Linked DNA regions of Sus scrofa: region 1 is linked to region 2. The links are chromatin contacts, called in public Hi-C maps. All regions are on one chromosome and are shown on one strand. The core of a region is the stretch at or near the end of the contact, and the rest is flanking DNA. Distances in the headings are between cores, read along the strand shown.

Region 1 (2,700 bases), core at 93-2,592, 250 kb before region 2:
GAGAACATGCCATGGCAATAGAGCTCTAGCCCTTCTTGGCTGCCCAGTGTTGCATTATCACATTCAAGTGGCAATAATTTCCTAGAAAAAGACTTTTTTTCCCCCCTCTCGTTTTCTAACACAGGCAAAGGGTGATATCAACTTCTGTATGAAACTGGGTTGTAGCATGATGAATTTTGTTTCCTAATGAAAAGCAGGATATTGAGTATAATAGTGAGAGTATAATTTTTTATCATCTGAAAATACAGCAGATTTCAATGTAATTTTGCTCCTCTTTTCCCCATTAGTAAGTTGAATTGGAATGGAAAGTGGATTGATAACTTAAGAGTACAGAAATCTGAACAATTACTTGTAACTTTGTACTGTGATTTAAAAGTTACATAGATTTTTGATTCACTTATAAAAGGTACCTGTGCATGATGGGAAGAAATATATAAACAGGATGCAGAAATAAGCTTTGTTACTGGTGTGGCATTTCTGAAACCTTGCTGGAGGTTTTGTTTTGTTTTGTTTTGTTTTGTTTTAAATCAGTTTTCTTCAACTCATAAGTTATATTCTTATGGTGTTATGGTGCTCTGTACCCTTCACTGTAATCATTTGTAAATACAAAGAAAACCTTTTTTTTTTTTTTTTTTAAGAAACTGTCTTTTTGTTAGGGGCAAAGTTATTCAAATAATATGTTTATTTCTTATCATATGGAAGAAAAAAATAGCCCACTTTTTTTTTGACGCAAACTAAGGTACAGGCTTTATAAATGCCAGATAATGGGCATAAATTGAGGTATGAAGTGGAAAGAATATGTAATGAAACAAAATTATAAACTTGATATTCTAGATCATAGGTGACTGTCATTGTTCATGAATTCAGGAATTGGATCAGATACTAACTTTGATAAGTCTTGTTGACTTTGTGGCTAAATGGATAATTATTTGTAGCCTATATTAAGTTAAACATTGTTTTAACAAGAAGCTACCATGTCTTCAAATAGGTACAAATATGAGAAATTATGTATTTTTTTTTTTTTTCAAAAATGGTTTTGGGTGTTGCCTAACAGTTTCCTTTGTGGTTTTACCTTTCAAGTAGTTATAATTTACGAACTATACTTTTGGAGACTAAGATAAAGGTAAACAATTTCCCAAGATTTTAACAGATTCCTAAGGTGTTTGTATCCGTATTGTTAAGACTAAACATATGGAAGTATTATTGCATTAGTAATTGTATTTTTTAATCATATGTAAAACTGTCATCTTTAGTAAGAGCATTTATCAGTACTGTTTAGACTAACAGCTTTTCTCAACCAGCATCCTGGGAGAGAATACCCTAATGCCCTCAGGCATGCAGTTGTGTGTAATTATTAACTTTTCACCTTTGCATCTAGGAAAGTACTGGTTGTACTAAGGGGAATTGAGAAATAATCACTCAGATCATTTTGTGTGTTCGGGGTTCAGAAGAGGATCCCTAGTTAAGAAAGGGCTGGCAGACAGTCTTAGAAATATTAGAAGGAACACAGCAAGTGTGGTAATATATTAGTGATCATAAGCCAGTTACATTAGATAAGAAAAAGTATTTAAGGCTTAAAACTTGGAAAGAAGAGATTTTTCTTTTATATAAAATATATTATTGTATTTCTTTCTTTTTTTCATTGCTCAAATGAATTTATCGCATCTGTAGTTGTGTAATGATCATAACAATCTGATTTCACAGGATTTCCATCTCACAACCCAAGCACATCCCCCCACCCCCCAAACTGTCTCCTCCGGAGACCATAAGTTTTTCAATGTCTGTGAGTCAGCATCTGTTCTGCAAAGAAGTTCAGTCTGTCCTTTTTTCAGATTCCACATGTCAGTGAAAGCATTGGATGTTGGTGTCTCATTGTATGGCTGACTTCACTTAGCATGATAATTTCCAGGTCCATCCATGTTGCTAAAAATGCCAGTATTTCATTTCTTTTAATGGCTGAGTAATATTTCATTGTGTATATGTACCATATCTTCTTGATCCACTCCTCTGTCGATGGACATTTAGGTGGTTTCCATGTCTTGGCTACTGCAAATAGCGCTGCAATGAACATCGGAGTACATATGTCTTTGCAAATCGTGGTTTTCTCTGGATAGATGCCCAGGAGTGGGATTGCTGGATCAAATGGTAGTTCTATTTTGAGTTTTCTGAGGAATCTCCATCCTGTTTTCCACAGTGGTTGCACTAATTTACAATCCCACCAACAGTGTACTAGGGTTCCTTTTTCTCCACACCCTTTCCAGCACTTATTGTTTGTAGACTTTTGGATGATGGCCATTTTGGCTGGTGTGAGGTGGTACCTTATAGTGGTTTTGGTTTGCATTTCTCTAATGATGAGTGATGTTGAACATCTTTTCATGTGTTTCTCGGCCATCTGTATATCTTCTTTGGAGAATTGTCTGTTTAGATCTTCTGCCCATTTTTTGATGGGGTTGTTTGTGTTTTTGGTATGGAGCTGCAGAAGGTGTTTATAAATTTTGGAGATGAATCCCTTGTCAGCTGATTCACTTGCAAAGATTTTCTCCCATTCTGTGGGTTGTCTTTTCATTTTGTTTAGGATTTCCTTTGCTGTGCAGGAACTTTGAAGTTTGATTAGGTCCCATTTGTTTATTTTTCTTTTTATTGTCAATACTCTTGATAGGTGGATCTGAGAAGATGTTGCTGTCATTTATGTCATAGAGT
Region 2 (2,700 bases), core at 115-2,614:
ATTTGATGTTGCTATCCACTGAGTGCTGTTGATACAAAACATTTCTCCACTCAGTTTAAGTGAATGGGGGCAGGGAACAGGCTTTCTCTATTAGATGTGTCTTTGTGCTCGTTTGAAATGTTTTGAGTACTTTGACCTTTACAAAAAAGGAAAAGCTGCCAGTAAATGCCTTTGTGTTCCTACTAATTTTGATCCTGCTAATTTCTGCCTTGTACAAAGAAATAAGAGATTTAAAAAAAAAAAGCTTGTTATGACCCACTAAATTGATTTGATGCCTCATTAAAGGGTAGCAAACTGCATCTTGAAAAATAATTAGGCAATTTTATATTCATCCATGTAAGAATTGATGAGAAGTATAAATAAAATTAGAGGCAGTGAAAATGACAGAATTAGATGCAATAAATATTTGGGAAGTGGAATCAACACCTCCTTAGGATTATTTGAGGGGAACAGAGTGCGAGAAGTTTGCCAGGTTGGATAACCTCATTCATTGGATAGGGAGCACTGGCGGAAGAGCTGCTTTGATGGGGAATAAATTCTGCTTTGGAAATACTGAGTGTGTAATGCCCAGAGGCATCTAGACAGAGCTGTCTGGTAAGGAGTTAGCATGTGAGTTGGAGATAAGGAGAGGCATCTGGGCTGGAGGTATTGATTCATTAGCATACAGGTGCAATGGACTTGACTACCTAGGGGGCCAGTGGGGAAGGTGGGCCAAGAGTGTAACTCAAAGGATTACCTGAAGGAAAGGCGGAGGGAGAGGAGGGGGAGAGGAGATGGAGAGACCCCAGAGAGGTAGAAAGTAAAAGACAAGGGCCTTTGACTAATACCTTTTAGTTACTGTGCATTGCCAATCACATCAAGGCACAAAAGAGTGTGGCTGGAAGATGACTGGCTGCATGGTTTGCTGAAGGGTTCTGGAGCAAGAGCAAGAAGTAGTCCCAAGATAACCTTCACCCCTTCACCTCAGGTGATAGGTCTCTTCCTCTATGAAACAAGCGTGTTGGGCTAGATGATATGTGTGGTGTTTAATTCGGAAGATACGAAAACCCGTTCCTTCATCCAACAAGTATTTATTGAGTTTTGAAGATGCTCAGATACTGCTTTAGTCACAGGGACATAACAATGAAGCAGAAAGATTATAAAAGCCAACATTATAGTGAGGGAAACAGACCATAAACAGGTAAATTATTTAAATTACAGTGTATTTTCAGATACTGAGAAGGACTAAGAGGAAAAATAAAATGGGCAAGGGAAAGATAGAAATATTGGGCCAGACTTCTCTAAGTAGCTGATAGAGCTGAACAAAGTGTGGATGCCTGAAAGCAAAGGGCTTGCGGAATAGCATCCCTGGAAAGGAGGACAGCAAGTGCAAAGGTCTTGGAATGACTTGGCACGTCTAAGAACCAGTAGGAAGGGGCAGTTTAAGTGAAGCCAGTGCTGGGAGCGTAGATGCAAAACCAGACCAGCTTGGGCCTTTGTTGGTCATGGTTAAGAATTTTGGATTTCTTTTGTAATTTGGAAAGCTAGTGCAAGGTTTTGCACAGGTGAATGGCTTGATCTGATTTATGTTTTAAAAAATTCTGTTTTAAGGTAGAGGTAATATAGTATAATGTTAATTCTGCTGGGATCAGTCTCTCAGCCTTTTCGCATGTTCTTAGTCGAAGGCAATTCCCATTTGGGAAATCGAGTGGGATGTTTTACTCATAAAGCAGCCAAACATTCAAGTCAGCCAAGGGATCCCTTTTATCAGCAGTCTGTCACTGAGCAAATGTTTTTAATAAAGAAGCTCCCAGAAATCTCATCACCTTGGATCCTCAGGTTGGAGCAGCCTGTGCTGTAACCCTCAACTTCCTAGAGTTCTTTTGAGGTCAGCTTGTCCCAGCTAGAGGATCATAGCTGGCTTTGGCATGGCCACCCTGGGGCCTCGGTCTCCACCGCTGCCTGTCAGTCACTGAACTTTGACTGAGTAATCCACAGGTTGCACAATCCCAGACTTGCTCAATACAAAATACTGCATCATCTGACTTTAGTATTTGCCTTTCACTTTATCAGATGATCCAATCAATCCCTTTAGCTGGCCTCAAACTTACGATTCACCCTTCTGGTCCTGCCTCTTCCTCCTGAAGCTGAGCCAGATGTCTACTGAGACAGTAGACATGGCTAGAAATGTTGTCTATCTTGATTGGGAGAGTGGGTACATAGACACAGGTATATATGTTTTTCAATACTCATCAGAATATACACTTAGATACATCAATTTTAGAACACTTGAATTTGGCAGTTCCTGTTGTGGCACAGTGGAAATGAATCCAACTAGTATCCATGAGGATAGGGGTTTTATCCCTGGCCTCGCTCAGTGCATCAGGATTCTGGTGTTGCTGTGAGCTGTGGTGTGGCACAGACACAGCTTGGATCCAGCATTGCTGGGGCTATGGTATAGGCTGGTGGCTGTAGCTCCGATTTGACCCCTAGCCTGGGAACTTCCATATGCCACGGGTGTGGCCTTAAAAAGCAAACAGAACAAAGCAACTTGAATTTGGAAAATAATATTATGCTAGATGCTCTTCAAATTGAAAAAAATTTGCCCTCAAGAAACTTACAACCTTGAGTTCCCTTGTGGTTAAGGATCTGACTTTGTCACTGAAATGGTGTTTGGGTCACTGCTGTGGTGGGGGTTTGATCCCTGGGGTCAGAAAGTTC

Evidence for each region. A called contact is a pair of places that touch in the nucleus more often than the background predicts.
Region 1: a contact with region 2 is called in a Hi-C map of liver, with 5 times the contacts expected there. The contact joins two enhancer-like sites. A contact is called at or near these places in 3 of 47 Hi-C or Micro-C datasets (embryonic fibroblasts and liver) and 1 of 2 datasets of contacts at active chromatin or transcription factors (skeletal muscle).

What each region holds. Positions count from the first base shown.
Region 1 is chr4:117,352,328-117,355,027 of Sscrofa11.1, reverse strand. All of the region lies in intron 8 of SLC30A7 (solute carrier family 30 member 7), which reads left to right. Among named protein-coding and RNA genes, the nearest start is that of SLC30A7, 43 kb to the left of the region's middle. Within about 2 kb of position 1,342, at least 3 of the 83 cell types and tissues checked have an H3K27ac peak or open chromatin away from gene starts, as enhancers often do. A contact at or near this core is called in liver, where this site is marked.
Region 2 is chr4:117,107,310-117,110,009 of Sscrofa11.1, reverse strand. The region is part of intron 6 of LOC106508363 (a long non-coding RNA gene); the gene reads left to right. Among named protein-coding and RNA genes, the nearest start is that of S1PR1, 39 kb to the right of the region's middle. Within about 2 kb of position 1,364, at least 11 of the 83 cell types and tissues checked have an H3K27ac peak or open chromatin away from gene starts, as enhancers often do. A contact at or near this core is called in liver, where this site is marked.